2 separate regions of the Mus musculus genome follow, and region 1 is linked to region 2. A link is a contact called in public HiChIP or PLAC-seq data. All regions are on one chromosome and are shown on one strand. Each heading gives the region's core, a stretch centred on a gene start, on an enhancer-like site or on the middle of the called end of the contact. The rest is flanking DNA. Distances are from core to core; before and after follow the strand shown. Region 1 overlaps Tnfsf8 (tumor necrosis factor (ligand) superfamily, member 8). Region 2 overlaps Gm11482 (predicted gene 11482).

Region 1 (4,589 bases), core at 639-3,138, 200 kb before region 2:
TCAAACAATTGTGTAGAGAACTGAGAAAACCTACTCTCACAGGCGATACAGTGTTTCATCCCTCCCCGCCCCACCCCTTCAAATCAGAGAGCCTCAAACAATTGTGTCCAGAAGTGGGAAACTCTACTCTCACAGGTAATACAGTGTTTCATTTTAATGAGCATCTCGTTATCTAATCCTCTCTGTATGGCATCACAGAGCTATCCCAAGAAAACAAGAAAAAGAGACAAAAAGAAAAGCGACCTCACATTCTCAGAGTCACGGCTAGCCATGTGCTGTGTCTGTTACTAGACATCTGTAATCTTAATGTGTGTCATATTAGCTACGCATCTCTGTTGAGTGTCACTGGGTTTACTTCACTGGTACAGTAAGGAGCTGAAGTTCTGGGAGAGGAAATGACGGATCCAACACCTTCACTAGAACCACATGTTCTCTGAGAAGCACCATCTGCCCGGTCCTTATAGGAGTCGTTCTGAAGAAGTTGACTAGGTCACAAATCATCTGACTCGAAAGCCCCATTTCCCTGACCTGTGACTTGACCCGGGCACTCTCCCAGACTCAGGATCAGGAAGGCACCCTGAAGCTGCTTTCCCAGCAACGTCCTCCAGCTGTCTCCTGAGGCTTCAGTCCCGGGTGTGTGTAATGGCTACAGACTCATCTCTCCTCCCTTTAACCCTCACTGCTCTAGAATGATCTAGAAAGGCATTTCTACATCTCAGTCAACAATGTTCCCCATCTAAATAGGAACGCTAAAATCTGAAAGAGAATATTCCAGACTCCCAACATCCAAACATCAACTAAGCCTCTTCTCTCAGAATAAACCCCTCCAGACTCAGGCACTGAGGAGACAGATTGCAGAGATACAGTCTAGATGCTCAGTCCACAAATCTCTGGAGCCACAGCAAGATTCCTACTGCCTGGGGCACCTATACAAGTCTTCATATCCACAATAGACTATCTTATCATGGGTTCACAAGCTGATGAGACTTGAGTTGCATGACTGGTACCCCACAAAATATTGTCTAGGTCTTAGCAAGATCCCTGTGACTTTCAAAGCGGCCAGCCCACTTTTTGAACAGCACTGACTGGCCAAATATTCAAGCTCCCATCTCTGTGACTTGGGTTATAACTTGGGTGTCCTTCTTATATGTCTGCCCCGGAAACCATGTGAGGAAAAGGAGATCAGAGTGGTGTTAGTTGTCAGCTGAGAGCATTTTAAGCCTTCAGAAGCCACTAAGACTCTTGGGGTTTGAACCCCACCACGCATCCTTCACTCTTCTTTTGCTGACACCTCCAAAAGTGAAGTAACAGAGATGGCACCCTTCTCCAAGGTCTTCTTCCAGCTCAACAGTGTCAATCTCTCAATACCCAGCCCCTCCTTGAACCAACTCCAGCAATGGCATTCTTAGAAGGAGAAGCCTGTGCTTAGTCTTAAGCATGAAACTATCTAATCAATTCTTGAAGAAAAACTACAGTATGCCTGCCATTTGACTTCAGGAAATGCAAATGCTTCAAAATAAGGTAGACTTTTTCCATCATTGGGTTTCTCAGAATTACAGCTGAGGTCACCCCACTGTACACATGAAGACCAAAGGGGAAAAACAGAAGAAAAAAACGCCTGCATGTGTGAGAGACAAGCCTGGGCTTGTACTTCTGCCACCATCTGTAGATGCTCAGCTCTGGCAGATATCACCACAAGCCACCTGATACAGAGGGACCTTAGGACTAGAGAGATAGAGCCTGTTTTTGATGTGACATCCTGGCTTTGATCCAGGGCATGAATCCTACTTTTCCACCTAACTTAGAATCTGTGAGAGTCAGGCCAATATTCTCCCTGCCAGGGGAAAAAGCAAGCACTCCTTCTCACTACACTGATGCCCTTAGCACTGGTCCAGCCAGAGCTACAGAAGGAAATAAGAGAGATGGTCTAGTTGACTCCACTCAGCAAATGCATCTTCTTGGCTGATCAGTAGGAGAGACTAAACAGTAGTCTCTGCCAGGATGTGTTTTAAAGGACAACTGGCTTGATAGAGGCAGGGCATTCCACTTGACAGGAACCAGAGGTATGCAGGTGGAAGCATATCCATGTAGTTGTGTACTGGAGCTGCACGTCTCCAAACTTGTGTAGAGTGGGGGGAAATCCGTTTGGGCATTAGAGTCACACTGACTGAGTTTTGATCTCCACCCTACTAGCAACTAGATGTGTGGCTGAGAACAAGCCAGTTAACCCTTTCTTATTCATCTATTTATTTATTTATATTCCAACTGCTGCACCCTCATCCCATTCCTCCCTCACAGAGTCCTTCTTCCCATTTCCCCTCCCCTTCTCCTCTAGGAGGATGCTCCCCCACTCCTCACCCATATATCCCCTCCCACCCTGGAATATCAAGTCCCTGCAGGATTAATTATGCACATCCTCTCCTGCTGAGGCAATACAAAGCAGTCCTCTGCTTCATACTTCATACGGCATCTGCATCTGTTTCAGTCAGCTGCCGGGTAGAGCATCTCAGAGGACAGTTATGCTAGACTCCTGTCTGCAAGCACAACATGGCATCCGTAATAGTGTCAGAGATTAGTGTTTACCCAAGGGATAGGTCTCAAGTTGGGCCGTTATTGTTTGGCCATTTCTTCAGTCTCTGCTCCATCTTTGCCCACCCTCCAGTTAAACTTTTAAAACCTATAGTTTCTAATGTAAATAACAGAGATAACTGTAAACTATCTCTCATGGGATGATTGTAAAAATTAAATCTCTTATGGGATGCTTGTAAAAAAATGTAAAAATGAAATCATGGCTGTAGCATGCTCAGTAAAACATTACAGAAATAGTCAACATTAGTTATGATGGTGGTAGTGGTGATGACATTTATTACTATTAAGACACAGAATAAAATGAGGGAGGGTATGGGCTGATACTGGAGAGATTGGGAGGAGTCAAAAGCCCATCAGAGCTGTAGGGAACATAAATTAGAAAGTGATTCACAGCAAAGAGAGTCCGATTTGCATCTCTCTGGTTTCTTTTGGTTGATGTTCTACAGTCCCAAAGATGAGATTGGACAACAGTCACACTTCCTTAGACTATTACACTTTGGGATCAAATTTCTGGTTATACACATCCACGAGTATGTGCAGGGCAGCAACAAGCCTCACAAGAACACTGCTTAGATGATAATTATGGGCTAAGATCTAGAGAGTGGAAGCTGGCCTTCAGCCTTTGATGGGCCAGAAGCCCCGTGTGAGTCCAGAACAGCTAGAGATGAATACTGCCCCTACTTCTGCTGGGGGTTCCTCTAGTAGTGAGCTTGCTCAGACAGCAGAGGGAACCCTTCACTCAGCTTCTAGCTGTTCTCGGGGCCCCAGGGTCTTTCTCGAATGAATCTGGACAATAAGATAAAGGAAGTAACTGGTAGTACCCATGTGTCTCTGTTTAGTTTCTGTTTCCAGGATCTGTCCGTTGGTGAGTCGGGTGTTGAAGTCTCCCACTATTATTGTGTGAGGTGCAATGTGTGCTTTGAGCTTTACTAAAGTTTCTTTAATGAATGTGGCTGCCCTTGCGTTTGGAGCATAGATATTTAGAATTGAGAGTTCATTTTGTAGATGAACTTTTGGTAGATTTTTACCTTTGATGAGTATGAAGTGCCCCTTCTTGTCTTTTTAGATAACTTTGAGTTGGAAGTCAATTTTATTTGATATTAGAATGGCTACTCCAGCTTGTTTCTTCAGACCATTTGCTTGAAAATTGCTTTCCAGCCTTTTACTCTGAGGTAGTGTCTGTCTTTATCCCCGAGGTGGGTTTCCTGTAAGCAGCAAAATGTTGGGTCCTGTTTGTGTAGCCAGTTTGTTAGTCTATATCTTTTTATTGGGTAATTGAGTCCTTTGATGTTAAGAGAAATCAAAGAAAAGTAATTGGTGTTTCCTGCATGGTACTGGTACAGCGACAGACAGGTAGGTAGATCAATGGAATAGAATTGAAGACCCAGAAATGAACCCACACACCTATGGTCACTTGATCTTTGACAAGGGAGCTAAAACCATCCAGTGGAAAAAAGACAGCATTTTCAACAATTGGTGCTGGCACAACTGGTTGTTATCATGTAGAAGGATGAGAATTAATCCATTCTTATCTCCTTGTACAAAGCTCAAGTCTAAGTGGATCAAAGAACTCCACATAAAACCACAGACACTGAAATTTATAGAGGAGAAAGTGGGGAAAACCCTTAAAGATATGGGCTCAGGGGAAAAAATTCCTAAACAGAACAGCAATGGTCTGTGCTGTAAGATCAAGAATCGACAAATGGGACCTCATAAAATTGCAAAGCTTCTGTAGGGCAAAAGATACTGTCAATAAGACAAAAAGGCCACCAACAGATTGGAAAAGAATTTTTACCAATCCTAAATCTGATAGGGGACTAATATCCAATATATACAAAGAGCTCAAGAAGCTGAACTCCAGAGATTCAAATAATCCCATTATAAAATGGGGCTCAGAGCTGAACAAAGAATTCTCAACTGAGGAATACCAAAGGGCTGTGAAGCACTTTAAAAATGTTCAGCATCCTTAATTATCAGGGAAATGCAAATCAAAACAACCC
Region 2 (4,354 bases), core at 483-2,982:
AAAGTTGCTATGGATCTTAACACTAAGGCAAGTGGGGCAGGAACTGAGACGTTCCTCAGGCAAGAGTTTGAGAAAAGAGATTAAGAGGAGATTCCCAGCTCCAGAAAGTCTCTTCATCAGAAGTCATCACTTCACCCTGACATCCCCATCACTCAACCAACAGAAGAGCAACCTCTAGGCCAACCCTTCCAAGACCCATCTGAGCTTCTGAAAGACAAGGATTTGACCTGCTCCCAGGGACCTCTTCTATTTCACAGTGTGCCAGTGTCGAGAGGAGATGTGTTCACTCCCTTATCACTCTCAATCCACGTGCACACACAAGGGATGTTGGCGGTGTATTGATAGATCTCAGCTTAAGCCATGTGGGAACAGGGTAAAGGGATGGAAACAAGAGACCCAGACAGGGAATCTAGTTACTAAACTTATGGAAGTTAGGCCATATGACAAAATGTAAGAGCTACAGCCCCCAGACAAATACTATAGAACGTCTTTTTTTCTCTCTTCTGAAAGTGGATGTAAAAAGAGTTCTGAGCTAGTGCATCTGGGCACTGGCAAGCTTCCACTTAAAGAGACATGAGCTGTGTGTGGTGGTGGGGGTCATCACACTCTGTGTGCAGGAATGAGGGGTTATGCTCCTGGAGGCCCTCTGAGACCCCTGTGGGGTGGTCTCTTCCGACTTCTGGGCTTTGACACTCCCCAAAAACCTCATCGTAGAGGAAGGGAGTCAAATCAATGTTCCCTTCCAGTACCCATGCTCTGACATACTGGGATTGGACAATAATCTAAAAGAATCAGAAAGACCCACCTCAGGCCTCCAGAGTTCAGCCCTTGGAAATGGGTATGTTTTGGTGCCCTTCCCTGTAGCCCTGCAAATGACAAGGAACTGGATTAAGGTCTACTTGCATTTAAGCAAAGAATACTAGAAAAGCATGTGTTTGGTGTTTAAGAATCTGGACACTTGCCAGATTCACTCCTATTTCTGCCACAGAAAGAAAAAGTCCCAAGGGGCTGTGAGTGCTAACATCACCAAAACAGACACAGACTGTTTGTACGTCTTAGAAGAAATCTGGGTTGCCCTTAGCACTCACTCTTGCACTGATACACAACAGTGTGGTTCATTATCAATTTTCTCATGAAGAGTGTTAGCCTTTCATTTCCACAAGCAGCCATCATTCCAAGGTTTGACTTCTCTCAGTGCAGCCATCTTGTGATGTCTGTAGATGTTAGAGTGCTGTTGGGGGTGTGGGGGGCATTTGAAACAACTAACATTAAAGGATTTTCAATACATATAGCAGAACACTGAGTTCTTACATGTACTAACAGAAAGAAACATTATCTTCTTTAAGATATATATTATCAGGGTTGAAGCTAGATCAATGCATGAGTGAGGCTCTAGATCCAATCCTTACTACTGCAGAGAGTGGGAGGAGGCTCAAAAATCCATGCAGTCCCCAAAATATTAACTCATTTTTCATCTTTCCCTCTTACTATCAGGTTCTAGAGGACTTATGAGCTGCCTAGAAGAATCCCATATCGCTGATACTGTAATCATTTGTTTATATTACATAACAGAGGCATGCCTTTCATACATGTCTTTGGCAGCCTAGGCAGGCAACAGCATGACTGTTTACATGCTATGAACACAAAGCCTCTGAAGGGTTCTCATCTCTAAAGTACATTCTTGCCAGTCACAGGGTAAGGTGTGTGAAAGTTTTCACAATGACTCAGAAGTGAAGGCTCTTGGGAAAGAAGCAGGTCATAACCCACAGAACCCACAGCCCGGGGCTACAGCACAGCTCTAAGCTCTCTCTTGGGTGCCAAAGACAACCTCCAATCCAAGATGGGCCCAGATAAGGAGCCCTAGACACACCAGAGACCAGAAACTGCCTCTTTACCCCTTCTATTGGACACAAGGAGCAGAATTTTATCTTTCAGCTGTCTTTCTGTCTATCCCTCCATTCACTCATCCACATATAATAAATTGGACCCATTTGGATCTCCATTCCCATCCCATCATTTACCCAAGCTTTTGCCATGTAACAGGGAAGTCTCCCTAGCCTGGTCTGTCTTGGAACCTGGCCACATGACTTCGACCAATAAGATACTAGGCAACATGACATAAAGAAGTCGAGAAAAGTTAGTTGTATTGTGGGTCTCCCCACTTTGTGGACTGTCAGTAGATACAGTCCACAAGAGCAGTGGAAGTAGAGACATCACTCAGGGAGTTCCAGAAGCCCTGTCAGTACATATGGTGCATAAACTACACGGAGACCCACAGTCAATAGGCAGATCAACTTTACTTAATGTGATTGAAGGCTTATAAAGTTTTGGGGGAATAAGGGTAAGGACATCAAGGGTGAGCAAAGGTCATTGGCTCGGGGCTGAGGGTACCTAGAATGCCTCATTAGCTTTGGGAAGCATTTCAGGTACCTTAGGCGATTGCTGAATGGGTTTTATCAGGAGAAAGGGAATTGATCCTATAAACTAAGTGAGACTACATGGCATCCTTAGGGAGAAGAGTTCATGTGGGGGCTTAGAATTTCCCACGCAAGGTCAGAGAAGGAGAAAACCCATTAACAAAGGGAGTTTCCCATAAGTGCGCCAAGCCCAGAAGGTATCCGGTCACATGGACTTCGACTGTAATTAACAGAGTTTTCCCACGTTGTATGTTTCCACTTTCCACTTGTGGCCTCTTATATCATCTTATAGCATGGGCTATCCTATAGAGAAACAAGGGACAGATGAGGCACAGGAGGCCACCTTTGGTGACCTATATATACACAGCAATTTTGCATCATCCAGCAGAGAGCCAAATTCTTACACATGCCATCAAGCCCAGCTAACCACCTCAAGCACAGATACAGTGGGAAGCAAGCATGCCCATAAGACAATGGACTTTTACAGTTACATGTCATTACTGAGGCAATGAATCACCTCCACATCCCAGCCAGAAGGCAACAAGAACAAAAGATTATTTGCAGAATCTACCCAGGACACTGTTTCTAATTTGTGGTTAGCTAGAGTTCAGTCTCGTGGCTGCTTTTGCTGGAAAAAAAAAAAAAAGACTGAGTTCAATTCTTTGTTCCAGATAGCTGTATGTTTTCTAACTAAAACCTAGAGGTTCTTTTTCTGTAGGAGAAATGGAAGTAGAAGCTGGGAAGGGACAGAAATAGAAGTTTCTGCCACGTGTGCTGGGAAACTTTGAGCAAATTTGGAAAATTTGAGCAAATTCCCTTCTTGTGGCCTCAGTGTCCCTACAAGTACAAGACGGCCAAAGAAGAGAACCATCTACATGGTCTCACAAGGCCCTTCTAGAAGTCAGAGTGAAGGGTTTGAAGGAGTTGAGCATTCGCTAAATACCATCAGAACAAATACCTATTTATACATCCAGGTGACAGCCCCCTTCATCTGAAGGCAAATGTGTAGGCTTCCACAGCATCTTATAAAGGCTTTGAGGATCAAAACATTTGGGAAGGGAGTGGTTGCATCTTCAAACAACTCGCCTTAGTTTACTGCCATTAAATTATACAGTCCATACATGTGATTTATGAAGAAGGAAGAAACCTTTGCTTGCTCAGAGTCAAATTGCAGCCTTCAAAAAGGCTTTAAAGCCTCTGCACTCTGCAATGATCTGGCATGTTTCCTGAGTACTTGAACAGTATCACAGGGCTTCCCAGTGTAAGAGTGCTGGTGTCTTCCACCTAACATATGTCAAAACAAGGCAGAATCTTCCAGCAAAATCCTAGGTCTATGGCTCTCTCTTTATCTAAAAATCACAACTATTGAATCTGGGAGAGAAATTATACTTTAATTTACCACCATGAAATTACATAGCTCATAGGTAAATGGCACATGGATCAGAAACCTTTGCACAGTCTAATTGGGGCCTTTTAAACATCTTAGAAAACCTTACAGTTCTCTGAGGAAAGAGAACACCCAATATATGTATTATGCTCACTTGACTTACAGCTCAGAAATTTTTCCTTTTCAAACAAAGTATTTATCTCTCCTCTTGAATAAGAACAAATCACAGTGACTCTGAAGTCCAGGCCTCATGGAATGTCCTTCTAGCCATAGACATCATGGCTGCCCTGGATTTTACATGAAATGTGTAAGCCATAACACCAAAACTGGTGATGGTGAGAATCTAAAATGTTGGGTTCAGTAAGTCTATCAGTCCTGTAGAAATCCTTAGCATTTGGATCCCATTTACAGACATGGACACTGGAGCTCAGAAAAATAACTTGTCTAAGAATACACTGGGAACATATCTGAGCTAGGATTCCATCCCAGGTAGATGTCTCCAGAACAAGGCATTCATTATTGTCAAAGTTGCTTCTCTTATGTTCACCTC

Evidence for each region. HiChIP or PLAC-seq counts read pairs in DNA pulled down with a chosen protein or histone mark.
Region 1: a contact with region 2 is called in a BATF HiChIP or PLAC-seq map of CD8 T cells, with 26 read pairs. The contact joins two enhancer-like sites. A contact is called at or near these places in 2 of 484 Hi-C or Micro-C datasets (bone marrow-derived macrophages and stem cell-derived neural stem cells) and 3 of 115 datasets of contacts at active chromatin or transcription factors (CD8 T cells and large pre-B cells).

The regions. Positions count from the first base shown.
Region 1 is chr4:63,839,395-63,843,983 of GRCm38.p6, reverse strand. All of the region lies in intron 2 of Tnfsf8 (tumor necrosis factor (ligand) superfamily, member 8), which reads left to right. Among named protein-coding and RNA genes, the nearest start is that of Tnfsf8, 20 kb to the left of the region's middle. Within about 2 kb of position 1,888, at least 23 of the 459 cell types and tissues checked have an H3K27ac peak or open chromatin away from gene starts, as enhancers often do. A contact at or near this core is called in CD8 T cells, where this site is marked.
Region 2 is chr4:63,637,404-63,641,757 of GRCm38.p6, reverse strand. It overlaps Gm11482 (predicted gene 11482), which reads right to left. Exons shown (of 4, transcript NR_151544.1): 4 at 2,280-2,720. Among named protein-coding and RNA genes, the nearest start is that of Gm11482, 5.2 kb to the right of the region's middle. Within about 2 kb of position 1,732, at least 16 of the 459 cell types and tissues checked have an H3K27ac peak or open chromatin away from gene starts, as enhancers often do. A contact at or near this core is called in CD8 T cells, where this site is marked.